Linked DNA regions of Zea mays: region 2 is linked to region 1. A link is a contact called in public Hi-C data. All regions are on one chromosome and are shown on one strand. Each heading gives the region's core, a stretch centred on a gene start, on an enhancer-like site or on the middle of the called end of the contact. The rest is flanking DNA. Distances are from core to core; before and after follow the strand shown. Region 1 holds the start of LOC100284259. Region 2 has its middle 71 kb from the start of LOC100284259.

Region 1 (7,924 bases), core at 2,492-4,991:
AACTCACCCAGGCCAATGGCTTCTGATCCTTTCATGATCCGAAGGCGCTTGCATGATTCGACGAACATCCTGAAAATGAAATGGAAATTATTATTATTTTCCGATTAGGCAATAATATAATAAGGAGTATAGTGCAGGAAGAAGCGCATGCATGCAGTGCTCACTCCCACGGCACATCGCCGACGAGCATCCAGTCCCCGTCCTTGTCCTCGTAGGTCGGCACGTACTCGGAGCCGTTGAGCAGATCCACCAGCTTGCTCTCGTTCATGCCGTTCATCCCTTGAGACCCACAGCTTCCTGAACCTCACCATCCATCCATTCATTTGGTTAGTTATATATCCAAGTCAAGGTAGTGTATGCTCTGCAATAATGTGCTGCAAACAGTCGATTTGAACCTCAAAAGATAGCTAACAAACTTGATGTGGAATAATCCATCAAACAAGGCATATATATATACTTCAACCGATGGTTCTTAGGGAAATATACAACCAAATCCATGGCAGTTGCTGAGCAACGAACGACAGCAGGCCTTTTCTTATTTCTAGCTCTAAGATACGTGCACGCCGCCGGTACGGTGAACACACGTGGATTAGTTTACACGGAGCTCCAAGAACACCACATGCATGGCAACAATGATGGAGCTAGCTAGGTAGCTGATCATCATCATCATCATCATCTGTCAAGCGTGCACACATGAGCTGCTACATGATGTAGAGGATCGGGAGATGTGTTGTTGGCAGAGACAAGGGCATTATGCCAGCCAGCCAGGGCGGACACCTACCAAGGATGCAAATCATGGAGCGCACCACACCGCTGGCACATGGTGACCACCACCACACATGCATGCATGCGTGCAAATGAATGCCAATGCAATCATATATACCTACCCAATTAATCCTCAGCCCGTAAAAATTATCGACTTCATGCATTGGTAATGAGTGGTTTAACTAGTAGTCCCTCCCTCCTCGTCCACAAACAAAAATACAAGTATTTGTGCCGGTTAATATAGCTGAAATTTAACCGAGTTTATATTATATTAAATAGGATCAACATTTAGTTTATGTCTGCAAATGAATTTACTATAAAAACATATTCTATAACTTAATCTAATGGTGCTTATTTTATATTATAAATGCTTATATTTAAAAACAAATTTAGTCAAAGTTTAGACTTTTTTTTTTGGAAAAACAAGAATTGCATTCTCTTGTTAACGGAGTGAGTACAGTATACTCATTTTTTTTTTAAAGAAAATGAGTGTCATGAGCAAACTAAAAACTACATGCATGTAGGTCAGGCTTCTTCACATTTGGCCAGTTTTTTTTATGTTTACAAAATGTACATACCGATATGATGCAATTTCGTTTTCATCTAACTAATCTACCATTGAACACTATATCTTAACTAATAGTATGTTCGTATTCTCCAAACGTTAGTACATTTATTTTGTAAATTTGATTCCAGGCATGGTGTTACACATACAGGATTTGACTTATTATATTAGAACGAACTAAAATAAAACACCTTGCATGCATTTTAATTTAAAAACAGATCAGTTCCGTTTCCAAAAAAAAAGAGGAGTATATATACTTTGGTGTACTTTGTAGGTACTTCATTAGAAAGGTTAAAAAAGAATCGAGTGCGCTGTGTTTTTACCGCGATGTAGTAATTATGGTAGTAGTAGTAGCAGCTGTCAAATTAAATTTAGTACCGATGGTGAAGGAGCTGAACATGTTCTCGAGCGCCTTGGACAGCTGCTGGTAGCTCCTGTACATCTTGAGGTCCACTTTGCGCAGGTAGGGCGCGCCGTCCAAGCTCACCTTCACGAACGCGGCACCGCCGCCTGCCGCCGGCGAGGACTTGTCGCCGTTGGCGGCGGCGGCGCCCTTGTCGGACTGCACGGACATGATGTTCTTCCGGAACGACCGGACCGGTGGCCATCCCACCACCTGAGCCCTGCAGGTGTATATACAATATACCTCCCTCTGTCAAAACTCAAAACGTACACACGGTAGATGAGACTGAGACGTCCATCCAGATCCAGCATTAGATTTATAAGTATATACATACTATATACTTTACTGCAAATTGCGTGCAAATTGTTAAGCTGTCCTGTTTTTTTTTTTGGTTCGTTGCTGTTGTATAGTATAAGTATATACACTATATATACTTTACTGCTTTTTTTTGTTTGTTCGTTGCTCATGCATGTAGTCTCTGTGTGGACTGGGTAGTGGTACCTTGTTTTATTTCTTGCCCAAAACATACACGTCGTAGGCATGTGCAAAATGTGTTTTTTTATGAGAAAAAAGTCGATAGTAATATGGAGGAGGGCTAGCTTAGCTAGGCCGGGGGACAGCAGATCTAGAATGGCGATCCATGAACGGTGAACCCAATGTAGCTTACGACCATGGCGCAGTGCATGGGCGTCTATAGTATAGTCTTTGGCAGTATGGGAAACAGAACAGGGGCCCAAATAATAAAAAAGAGAGAGAGATAGATAGATGTATAACCCCACACGCACACACAGTAGTTCTCTGTTCTACCGTGCCGTCACCATCGGTTCTAAGCCTGGCCTGGAGCAGCGAGCGAGCGAGCGATCAGGACCGGATGCATGAACGAACCGGACAGGCGAGTGATGTGGAAAATGATGTTGATGTGGACAAAAAAATGGCAGAGGCAGAGAAAGAGATCTATACGTGCAGTGTGGTGGGGTTTCTTTTCTTTCTTTTATCGTGTCGGCACTAGCCGCTGTCTCCCGCTGCCCCCACACGTAACGTGCCGCTGTCTCTTCCTCCTCCTCCTCCTCGACTGCTGGGCTGGCTGGCTACGACTACGAGCAGTTCGTGGATCGTATCCGGGCTCAACTCATGCATCTTGTCTTCAACCAGCTGGCACGCGGCTGGTGCTCGATCGTTGTTGCGATGATAGGTAGGAGTACGTAGATGTGCGTTCGTGCTCGATCGTGTTCTTCGTTGTTGGATGAACAAAGATCGCATGGTTATTAACACGGTTGGATTAATTCTCCCCCCGGCCCTCTCTGTCTTTCTCTATTACCTATGAGCAAACGGATAAACTGGAGCAGAGAGATTCGTGACTTGAAGCGCGCGGGGCATATATGTGCATCATGGAGTGGAGACGATTAACAGCTAAGCATATATGCACATACGTACGGAACAGAGCTAGAGCTAGGACAGTAGACAGGAGACAGGACAGGACGACGACGTACTTGGCGGCGCGCGGCTTCTCGGCGGGGTCAGCCAGCACGGCGGCGGCGGCGGCGGCGACGCTGCTCTGGCTCGGGGACCGCTTCATCTTCCCGGCCTCCTCCTCCTTCTCAAGGGCAACAGCAACGCCGTGGTCCTCCTCCTCCTCCTCCGCCTCCACGACGGCCGCTGGCTCCAGCTTCAGCTTCAGGTCGATGGTCTCGGCGAAGCCCCTCTTGCCGGAGGCGGAGGAAGAGCTCCTCCCCTCGCCGCCCAGCGCCGGCTCCCCTCCACCTCCCCCGCCGGGCAGGCCCAGGCGGAGCTCCGTCGCCTCGAACCCCAGGTCCGTCGTCGTCGCCATCGCGGCTGCCGTCGTCGCCACGTCCTCGCCTCTCTCTCAATTCTGCTTGGCTTGCTTCTTCTTCGTCTGTTAGCTGCCTAGCTCTGTTCCGAGAGCGAGCGAGGCTCTGGCGCTCTGCAATGTAAAAGGGCTTGCAAATGCAATGGGTTGGGTTGGGAAGGGAAGAGGGGGCAATAATGTCACAAGGGTTGTGGTTGTGGGTGTGTAGAAATAATAGTAGGCTCTCATGATAATGCACGGCCCGTCCAGTTTTGCACATACCACCCTCGCAGAATTAAAGTCTCGACTCTCTGTTTCAAAACACAGACCCAAACACTCCACAGTCCAGAATCCAGATCCAGGAGTTCACACGGACACCGAACCACAACAATCTAAAAAGCAAAGCCAGACTAAACCACCAAAACACCCGGGAAAAAGAGCCTTTTTATTGCTTCATTCATTTCTTAGCACGAGAGTTCTGCATGCTGAATACATTGAGACATAAAAAAGTTCGGGATATCATGCAACCACGTATATTCAGAATTTGAAATCAAAGCGAACTTGGTTGTTTGTGTAATGAAACACACATGTTTGCTACCCTCCTTTACATAAAGCAAAGAGAAAAATGTGTGCTTTGTCGGCCAAGTTCCTTGATTTGATTTAATAGCACACCAATTACTACTTCTAGAATTCCATGGAGCCACTAATCCTTGGCAACCCGTTTTAACAATCACCTTTGTCGGTCCGAGATCCTTTATTACTAGCGCCGCATCACAATAAGCATAGGCTTTGTAAGTAAGACCATCACGTATTGTTGAGCAGCATTTGTGGTACTGATCACGGCCAGACGGTTCGCTCATAGGCATGGACGGTCCATGAATATATCGAATCAGACGGTTAAAACTTCTATCTCTTCGCGTGTTTAGCCCTCTAATCCCGCGAGAGCTGTTGGAGAACGACTAGAAACGGATCCAGACCTCCCCCTTATATATTTAAAGGGGTACGGCCGATTGAAAAACTAACAATCAATCAATCAATCAATATACCTCTAGTTTTTTACATTTTGCCCTAGGAGTAGATAGTAACTTAGATTCCTCTCTCTAATTTTCACCTCTCTCTGGCTCTACGTCGTTTAGAGGTGTCTTGGTTGGCCTGCCGATCCAAAGACAAACCCTAGGATCTCTCCTCCCCGACGGGGTCCCTACCGGGACCGAGATCCAGGTGCTGTTCGGCGAACTCCGCCGCCCTTGCGCACGTGTGGTCCGTCCGGCCCCCAGGCGCGAACCGTCCGGCTTGTTAGGCAGGAACCCTAACCTCTGCGCCAGGTCGTGGAACGTCCGACCCTCGGCTGCGGACTGTCCGCGCTTCCGCAGAGAGCACCGCCGTCGGTACTCATCGCAGTGAATGACGCCCGGATCGACGCCAACACACTTTTTTGGTGACTCCGCTAGAGACATCACGTGAAGATCTATCAGGTTGGCCCTCAACGGCCGGATCAAAAGATAGCTCTAACGTCTCCCCCAGTAACATCATCGAGCCGACTTTGCAAAACTTGCTGGCTGAAGAACAACTGGAGTTCAAGGAGCACTAGGAGCAGCTGATAAAGGAAGCAAAAGCAAAGTTCCTGGCCAATTTCAGAGTGGACAGGAACAACAAGGTTGTTCGACAACGGGCGACTAATCTGGCTTCGCTTCAACCTACTGCGGCTACCCCAAGGTAAGCGAAACAAACGAAATCCAATCTCTTAGAGCTTACATAGATGAGCAGCGAGACCAGATGCAACAGATTACAGGGGGTATGAAAAATGATTATAAAAGGCTAGTGCGTGCATTTGATAAATCCACCGTTGCAAACTTTCGCTCGCACGAGGTTGAATTAGGGGAAAATACACGTGATTCATCGGCAGCAGATTGTCATGACCAGCTGCAACCCCTTTACAGGTGGACAACCACAACCTCCTATGCAAATCAGTGGTAAATCCGCTGATCTGCGCACGTCCGGACCGTCCGCAAGTGAGTGCAAACCGTCCGGTACTATTTCCAGAAACGAATTGCCGAGAACTGCACCCGAGTCGCCACGTACTACGTGAACCCTAAACGACCCCATTCGAACTGTCCGCGTATAGCGCCAGGCAGTCTGAATACATTACCGGACGGTCCGACCATGTGGCCGGGCAGTCCGCGCACACCGCAGAGTACATAGAACCTTATGAGGATGACTATTATCCAAATGCACATCTGTTTCAGCTAAACCTCCCATCACATCCTACAGCGTGCCAGCACAGTAATATAACATCCCAAATCTGTGGGAGTGAGTACTTTCCGGCCCCTCCTAGAAGGCCGGAAAGGAATGACTAGTCCTATGAGCCGCATAGGGCAAGTATTAATGCACCTCAAAACCCAAGCCAGAGGGGAGGGAGACAACATACTAATATCTAGACAACCACACCTATGTTGGACCAGAGAGCCGATGGACTCCCACCGGTCGCCATTGATATAGTGAGGGAAGAGATAGTCGAGGCGTTTTGAGATAAGCTTAGAGTTATCATGATCCCTGGGGGAAGTCATATCAGAGGGCTTATGATAGCCGATTTGATTATCACCCATACCCACACGGAATTAGGATACCTAAATTCACGAAGTTTTTGGGTGACCAGGGTAAGAGCACACGCGAGCACATAGGCCAGCTCTTAACACAATTGGGAGAATTGGTCGACACAGTGGTGTTTCGTGTTCTTTTATTTTCATTATCTTTAACAGGAACTGCATTCGTATTGTATGCCACACTGCCTCTTAATTTTATTTTTTCTGGGAAGATTTAGAACAGAAATTCCATGATCATTTCTTCTCCGGCGATTATGAGTTAGATCTAGTAGACCTAGTGGCCCTGTGACAAGGGAAAAATAAATTGGTTAATGATTACATTCGGAGGTTCTGGGATATAAGAAACTGATGTTTCCAAATTCATTTGGCGAAGAAACAACTAGCAGTATTAGCCTTTAATGGATTGCGCTATTATTTAAATGAAAGATTAGAAGACATTTAGTTTTTTTACACTAGCACAGTTACACCAGAGAGCTTTGGCTTGTGAAAGCCAAAGCAAAGGAACTGGCAAAACAGTTCATCACAATGTCCATGTAGTAGAATGCGACCAGAGTAGCTTGAACGACGAATCAAAAGAAGTATGTGCTGCTAAAATGGTTTGCCAAAGCAGGCCAAGTCTTCATCTTGTTCCTCCTTGCAGTCATTTTAAAAGAAAAGGCAAGAGGAGGTTAAGTTTACATTTAATGTTGGTAAATGTGCTAAAATATTCGACGAGTTACTCAAAAATGGCAACATTAAAATAAACCATATAGTTCCATCCGCCAACGAACTCAAGCGTTGCATATACTGCAAGTGGCACAACTCATTTCTCATGCCACTAATGATTGTAATGTGTTTCGATGATAGATCCAATTGACCATTAACAAGGGACGATTGAAATTCCAGGAAATGCGGGTGGACACAAAGCCCTTCCCAATAAACATGATCAACTTTGATGGTGAAAAAGTTCTGGTTTGGCCCAGCGCAGCTGATAAGGGCAAATGCAAGGAGGTCATCATCGGTAATGTGCGAGAGGCCGATGAAAATGCTAAAAACTCTTGCACGAAAGTTGTGGCAGAAATGACTCATGATGGAGGAGAGACTCTGAAGGTTACCATCACTACCTCCAACGCTAGGGCAGGCGTAGGCAGGTAGCCTAGCGCGAGTGAAAGGGAAATAGGGTTAACCATTGCCTATAATTAATTTTGTTGGTTGATGACCAACACAAACACGTGGACTAACTAGTTTGTCAAGAATTCATGTATTACAGGTGCATAAGGTTCAACACAATTAAAAACAAAGCAAAGAACTTGAGTGTGCTGAAAGTGGAGCACCGGACTGTCCGATGTGCCAGCTACGTACAACTCCAAACCAGCCACTCTCGGGAATTCCAGGGCGCGCTCCACTATAATTCACCGGGCTGTCCGGTGTGCCACCGGACTGTCTGGTAAGCCAGCGGAGCAACGACTCCTTGCGCGCCAACGGCTCCCTTCGCAGAGGAACAATGCATGTCAGAAGTCAGAACGCCGAAGTCAGAGGGCACCGAACTGTCCGGTGTGGCACCAGACTGTCCGGTGCAGCAAGACGACAAAGGGTCCAACGATCGACCAGCTTCGAACCCTAACGGTTGCGCTGACGTGGCACGCATCGGACAGTGCACAGTGGTTGTCTGGTGGCGCACCGGACTGTCCGGTGCGCCCATCGCCAGCAGAATTCAGCCAACGGCTAGAAGTGGTTGGGAGGCTATAAATACCCCCCAACCACCTCATTCACTTCCAATCCAAGCATTTCTGAGTTCTCAT
Region 2 (7,924 bases), core at 1,688-4,187, 70 kb after region 1:
ACTGATCCCACACAATGGATGTTACCAAAAAACCCTTCCTACAAAACTTATGCAACACATAGAGAAAGAAAGTATTGCAAAATCCGGCAGCACCTCCCTTGAAAGAAGCATAACAAGGGAAACATAGAGTTCATATAGGATATAAAATAAAGATAATTGACATAGTATAATCAAAATGCAACGGTACAAATGAACATTCATGACCAGACAAAAGATAGACAACTTAGCCCACCAAACTAAACAGTTCAACTACCATGAAAGATTAGAATGTAATAATCCCCTAGACTTGACCCTCCCTGTTTAACATCATTATTAAGCAGTGGTTCCTTTATTTAAAGAGGTGGTGGCCATGCTGCTACATCCCTTCTTTCCCAAAGCAAAGATCAGGTGCCTGCATCAGACAATGCAAGAGTGAGATGACACATCTCAGCAAGTAAAAAGAGCAAACAACAGTTGGACAATGTAAACCAACCGTGCATAAGCAACCACGTGGTTCACAACTTCTTTCTTAAATATTAATTTGCAGCAAGTAAGCAAGTAATCAATTACTTAATGCCAAGATGAATCACAAAGTAAAGATCCACATCACCATAATGGGTTCCACACTTCCCCATGAATGCACATGGCTACAGATGCAGTATAACTTCTGCCTTCATACCTCTAAGGATATGAAGCTGCATCATACCCCTTCTCGGGCAACATATGATGCTCATTGTACCGGTACGGTCGGACCATAAGATCGCGACAAAACTTCAATGCAATGGATGATGAATGCATTATGCATGTCAACAACATGAGTTCTTCCCAAATAAAATGTGCTAGACATATACTTCCACCCATTTCACATAATAAACCACATGGGTAGCATGATCAAACCACAACCTCCACATGTATAATAAATAAACATGAATAACTTCAAACGGCGGTACCCAATTAGGAATATGAATACGAACACAAATAGCACAAACATAATCAAGTATATGACTCTTCAATCAACAGACGGAATAACCATCATTGTTTTACTTGCCTTCACCGGAAGTTTGGGCAAATCCCTAAATACGATCAGGAAGTCAACCACCTGTTTTTGACACAAAACTTAGTGCACCAATTACACACAATCACGCTCATAAACGACGCCGCACCTACGCACAATCTCAAACCCTGCCGCGGGTAACATCTCTCCCCACACCCACCAAACTGCAGCGGCGCTGCTTAATAATTTCATAACTTTAAAATTATGACAGCAGTGGTAACAAACAAAAACTCTAGAGGCATCTACATAAAATTCCCCACAAGTTTTGTATACAATTTATAATTAAATTCCAACATATAATTAGCCCAAAATAGTCCACAAGATAAACCCTGTAATCTGTTTTTTTTCTCTTTTGGACAGCGACATACCCGGATTCAAACAGCGATATCTTTTAAAATATAATTCCAAATCAAGCGCATAAGTACTCACTGGAAAGATAATACAAAGCCCTACATGATTATCATACTGGTTATCACTAAATACCCACGAAAAATTCCCAAAAACTACTAATACTACTGCTGTTCACCCACCTGAAAAATTTGTTTTTTGGACAGCAACATACCCGGATTCAAACAATGATATCTCCTAAATTATAACTCCGAATTGAGCGCATAAGTACTCGTTGGAAAGGTATGACAAAGCTCTACATGATTATCCCACTGATTCCCACTAATTAACCCACAAAAATTCCCAGAAATTCCTAGAACTACTGCTGTCCACCCACTCACAAAAATCCTGGACAGCACCTATACCGATTCGCAAAGATAAACGCATAATCCAATTGATTGCAGCACAAAAACAACAAAAATTAAACACAAATTCACCTTGGGTTCTTCCCTTCCTCCTTCCTTCTTCCTCCCTCCAACTCCAATTGAGATCGCAGCCACACGACGGAGAACCACGCGGGAGGGCTGCACCTTGGAGGGGGGAAAGAGAATGGGGGGGGGGGGGGGGGGGGGGGCGGGGCGGCTAGGGTTTTGGGTGGTGAGGGCTGCAAAGGTTTGAGGAGGAAGAAGATGGGAGAGGGGAGGGGGTGGCGTCCAAGAGAAAGGGGAGGGGAAGGGGGCGGCTGCAAAATCCCAAGGGGAAAAGGGGGCCGGCTAGGGTTAGGGGAGACTAATGGGCCAGATCAAGGTTAAAGGCCCAACTCGCCTACGTGATAGCTCCCGACCCTGTCGCAAGCAACTAACCAAAGAAATTCTATTGTCTTACAGGTGAATGTTTTCCACAAATTCCAAATTCCCAAAGCGCATCACCCGAATGAGGAAAAAGAACAAAAAATATAACATCCACTTCTCCTCTTTGCAAACCGGGTATCACATATTGTAGGCTTTGAACTGTTTTCTACTATGACCCTGCTTGGGATAGCTCCAGTAACAAAAAATTTAGTAGAGTTGTTAGAGCAGGTCATTAGGTACTACAGAAAATCATGAAGCGGAAGCTATAAACCTTTAAAAACATTTAGATAAGTCATTTTATTTATTATTTAGATTAAAAATATTTTAAAAACTATTTAAATTAATATTATATAAATTATAGCTCCACACCAAAGTTGGAACCCAGAGCTATCCCAAACACCCCATCTATATTGCCTGCTTCGAAATCCCGACGCGTGTTTATCCACCAGTCTTTTTGTTGCATGCATTGGATTTCGTCGATTCCATAGAGCTGTTAGCTAATAGATAGCCACACCTGTGTTGGACGTTGCGCTGCACGTACGTGCGGGTACACACTCGTACGCACCGACGTACGTACGCGCAGAAGCGTCTGCACCGACGTACGTACCCGTAGAAGTACACGTGACTCCGATCCGATGCCGGCCGGCGGGGTCCTCAACAGGCTAGCAAGGTACGAGGACGGTGCCTGACCTACAACGTAAACCCTGCAATGGACACGTCTACCTGCAGCGTAACGGGCCTACAATGCATTGTGATGCCTGCTGGCCAGGTGCGATGAACCTGCAGCAGTGCAGCATGCAAGCCAATGTGGTGGATGAGTTGAGTACGTACGTAGGTACGTGGCACGAGCTGCGCGCTTCGTACGTCGTACATCGATCGTGATCCATGCATGATTAATACCTGGAAACACGGCCTTTCAATCTGTTTAGCTGGCGTTTGAATCTGTGTTACCCTGCGCCAGGGCAAGACAGGCCGCGCGCGTTACGTACCGAGATATATACGCATGAACATGCATGCACGCGACAGGCCGGAACAGAGGCCATACACTGCACCTGGCCTTTCTCTCTCCCTGACTCATCTTTCCATCTCCAGCTGTCCAGCACAACCGTGACCACTGACCACGCATATTTACGAAGTGCATGTCCAAGCTAATTAAACAAGGCCGGCCATCTTATTTCTATTTAAATGGGGGTAATAAAACCACCTGTGATAATATTTTTCAAGAAACATAAAACGAGTTTTAAAAACAGTAAAACAATATTTTTTTAAAGGGAGGCCTGCCCGTATTCGTCGAAGTCGTAAGACGCGGCATTTTTCACGCAAAATTCACTTGTTACGCGGCGAGTAGAAATTTGTCTGCCAAAATCTGATGTGGAAGTTTGTCGGTGCGTGCGATCCAGACCGGCACTCTGTCGTGGACCTCACAAAGAGTGAGATCGAGGTTCGTTTTTATGGCGGCACTGCGGGGTGATGTCGTATTTTATGAAAGAGGGCCTCTCAATAAGGGGAGATCGGGAGATTGAGTGATCTGGTAAGCCCCCTTAGCCTTCTCTCTCCTTTGGGTGGTTTGCTTGCTTTGGTGTGACATGCATTCGTCTTGTAGGGTCTTGGGACCATCAAGCCCTCCCTTCTTCCTCTCCCCAAGGACGCCGCCCTCAAGGCGGAGAGGAAGAGGAAGAGGGAGAAGGAGACCCTAGCGGCGAACAAGAAGTGCTTCCAGGCAAGAAAAAGGCAAAAGAAAGTCGAGCGTGTGGCTCGCGCTAGGTCAGTGAGGAGTATCACCCCCTCCACCGACATGGAGTACATGACCTCCATGGCTTCCGGCGGATCTGTGGCGCCGGCGTCGGTGGGAAAGTTGTCTCTCCATGACGGGGCTAAGGGTGGCTCTAGCGTTTGGGCCCAGGAGGAGACACTACCGGTGGTACCATGGTGTTAGTTAGGTCGGTATTTCGGGGGTGATGTGCCTTATCATGGCTTGCGTGGGTCAACAATGTTCACCTTGTTTTCATGCAAAGCTGGTACAGGCGTGCGCCTGTTAGGCTCATGGCGGGGGGTCGTGGAACTGGTGTCCACATATATACTGCCCCCATTGTGGATCTTCATGCCCCTGCCTTGCCCAGTTGCTCAACGTGACTTTGTCGGCCTATCCGCCTTGTGGAGTTGCTCGATAGGAGTTGGTCGGATTGTCCGCCTCATAGAGTTGCTCGACGGGAGTTGGTCGGATCGTTCGCCTTGTGGATTTGCTCATCATGAGTTAATTAGATCATCCGTCTCATAGAGTTGCTCGGCGGGAGTTGGTTGGTGGCTTTTTGCTCAATTGGGCCGCCACAAGTAATGAGCCTACTTTGGGTATCCCATCCGTAGGGACCTGTCACTAGACCTATCCCCTGTAGTTGGTCTATGAAGGGTTCAAGGATAAGCTCCACCCAATTAGAGGATGAAATAACGAAGGCCAGGAGATGGTGGCCAGCCATTGGGTCTAAGAGGTTGTCGACTTCAATAGTGATGATGGAGCAAGGGCGCTAGACGATGACACCGATGAAAATTGGTTGGTGCCCCTGACTTCCTCTCACTTTATAATTTATGCCCTGGCAAAAAGCCTTAAATTGTAATATATATTAGTATATTTATCCTTTATATCAACTTGTTCCTTACTTCTATTAGATCAAGCATGTTAGCATTGCAAGCGGTTAGTTTATGTGTCCTATTGGCCTCGGGTAGCACGGGCCTTGGGCTCCAAGCCATGAAGCCTTAGAAAGGTTCAGGGACCTTAGCTTAAGATGGTTCCATAAGTAATTTCCCTATGGGCTCTTGAGCGACTTATGACCCTAGGAGCCGATGGTAGGACGTTGTAGGGTTCTAGGCCCTTAGCACGATAAGGGCCCCCAGAGGATCTCTCCTTTGGGCCCTAAGCATAGATTTCTTAGGGCCAAGGGGGTGACACCCATAACCATAAATGGTCCCTTACCACTGAAAGGGTCTCACGAGCTCCCCATCGTAATACCCTTAGGATCTTTGTCCCTCCTAGGATTTAGAGCCCTCAACAGCGCGTTGGCCCTAGTTAGGACTTACTTGGCCCTGGGGCGGCATTGATAGACGTAAGGACCATGAGGGATATGCACTTCAAAAATATAGAATAGGATGGGCTATTCCTACATGAAATCTCAAATAAAGTGATAATATTAACCTTATCATGGGCCACTCTTACACTATACTTAGCTATTGCTTATCGACATTACTCCTAAAACCTTTTCGGTGGCCTGGCTGATGGATCACAAGGATGATGTGGAAACTAGTAGGCCCTAACTAAGCAACAATGTAAAGGAAGGGTGGACTAGGCTAGGTAGAGAGACCCACCATGGCAGATCAAATTCATTCCATGTTTTAGTTGTTCTAGGGTCTATTTGGTTCAACTATAGTTTTCTAAAAATCTAATTATAGCTACGAGGTGTGAGACTGTGATCTAACGGTTGTGGGAACGCTCAAATATGTTTGGTTGAAACAATTGTCAATTATAGATTCTGTAAGAGCAATACAACTTGTAACATGGATGGTAGGAATCTGGAAAATCTGGGGTATGAGGTGATTCTGAATTTAACTAGAGAATTATGTACATTTTTAGGAATCTATTATGTTATTGTACATGTATGGTTGAGATTCTAGATTTTTGGCAGTGAATTTGGTTTAGAAAGTTGAACCAAACACGCCCTTAGGGGTGCTGCCTCTAGGCATCTTTGTCGATCTTCTTAGCTTGAAGACATGTTGCATGGCACAACCTCAACCTAGATTACCCAAAGGCACACCAACTTTGTTAAATATAAATTTGAAAGGAACCTAGTGTAAGAGTATGACCTCCTAAAGGTATGACAATAAAGTCTTAAGAAAATTATTTCATAAGTATAGAGAGTACTTGAATCATGAGTGGTTGTTTGTGAGGCTAGTGTGTTTGCACCGCGAGGGCCCTAAAGAAAGAGTTCCCTAAGGACAATCTTCATAGGACTTCCTCGAGTTCACTTCGAGGCCAGGGGACTTAGAGATCTAGGGGCATTATGTCACATCCGGTTTTGGAAGGCAAACCGAATGCGAACCATGTACGTGCAAGGATCAGAACTCACGTACACAACGACTACATAATTGGACATCATCACACAATGCTCAAAGTAAATAGCAGAAAAGTACTTTAATTACATCAAGATGTCCAAGACATCCACAGAGTCTAATACATAGCCATAGTCTTCAACATAATATCAAAGTGCGAAAATATGAAACATAGAGGATAAGCCTACACAGGCAGCTGACTGGGGGTTTGCCACTAAGATAAACTAGAACTCATTGTAGTCCTGAAACTCCTCAAAGTCCTCCATGTTGCCAGCATCTCCTCCTAAGCACTGAGTACAGTGGGGACAACCTGGGGTGGGGTGGTTTGTAAAGCAAGGGTGAGTACACATCAACGTACTCAACAAATTTGTAAAGCCCAAAATTTGTATCAAGAAAAATAAATAAATATAATTATTTTTAGTGTTTGAGAATTTATGGAACCTTGAGAGACTATCTAGCTTTATTTTGGTTGTGCATATTCAGATAATGAGAATATATTAATCAAATAACAAATAAATACTAGAATATGCATTTCATGCTGAGGTTCTTGTATATTTGCATTTGTATTCAAAATTTTGAGACAAGTTTAATATTAAAAATTAGAAATTTAAAATGGGAGGAAAAAATTAATAATAAGTAAATAAATAAGAGAATATATATTTTTACAATTGCATGCTGGAATTTTTATTTTGTTTGTGCATTTTCAAATCTGAAGTTTGAATTTGAAATGAAAATCATAAAAAGAAAATAGAAAAGTAAAGAAACTCACCCAAACGTCTTGGGCCAAAATTTCCAGCCGGCCCACTCACCTCCCCCGCGTGGGCGCATCCCACCCAGCATCTCCAGTCACGCCTACAAGCCGATGATAGGTGGGCCCATGGCCTCAGCTTCGCTCTCACCCCGTGCAGTCTCGCATTGTACGTCTGCCGCGTGGGCCACATCTGTCAGGACCATCTCCTCCACGTGAACGCAACAGAACTGGGCGCAATCTCAGCGACTCTGCACCAGAATCTGCGGGGATGTTTTGGCCTCCATCGGGGATATAAAAGTCTGGGCCTCGCCCCTTGAATCCCATGTCGCGGCCATGGTCTCGTACGAGTAGAGCGAACCAAGAGAAGGGTGAGGAACCGAGCGCCGCCGCCGTGGCTATAAGACCCGTGCGCTCGCGACCCTTCGACCATCCTATCGAAAGCCCGTAGACCGTGCAATGCTCATGAGCGTGGGGCATCTTGGCGGCTGAGCGAATCGGGAGGGAAGGAATCGCGCACTAGCGGGGCAAACCCGGTGTCATCTCGTGGACAAGGAATTGCTCATCGGTGCTCCGTCACCATCGCCATGGCCGCCACACTGGAAGCTCAACCGCGTCGGCATATCCAGCTTGGGATTTGGATCTGGAGCTTCGCCATATATCAAGGAGTACGAGGATGGCAACATCGTCCGAGAACTTGGCTTATATGGATCGGAATTCCTCAACGGAGCTGTTCGGCCCCACAGATCCACCCCGCCCGTGGGCCGGGACCTCCGTTGCTCCTCCATCGGTAAGAGGTCCTCAGCAAGGTTCGCCATGCGTTTAGTAACGTGTAGCACTAATTGGATTTAAGTTTGCGGCTTTTGG

What was found. Hi-C and Micro-C count contacts between places; a contact is called where the count stands out from the background.
Region 2: a contact with region 1 is called in a Hi-C map of tassel, with 1.7 times the contacts expected there. The contact joins the enhancer-like site here to the promoter of LOC100284259 in region 1. A contact is called at or near these places in 2 of 25 Hi-C or Micro-C datasets (leaf and tassel).

Annotation. Positions count from the first base shown.
Region 1 is chr3:119,199,267-119,207,190 of Zm-B73-REFERENCE-NAM-5.0, forward strand. It overlaps LOC100284259, which reads right to left and starts at 3,742. Exons shown (of 5, transcript NM_001371982.1): 1 at 3,224-3,742; 2 at 1,709-1,953; 3 at 165-297; 4 at 8-69. The coding sequence starts at 3,561.
Region 2 is chr3:119,269,909-119,277,832 of Zm-B73-REFERENCE-NAM-5.0, forward strand. No RefSeq gene overlaps it. Among protein-coding and RNA genes, the nearest start is that of LOC100284259, 71 kb to the left of the region's middle. Within about 2 kb of position 2,938, at least 14 of the 20 cell types and tissues checked have an H3K27ac peak or open chromatin away from gene starts, as enhancers often do. A contact at or near this core is called in leaf and tassel, where this site is marked.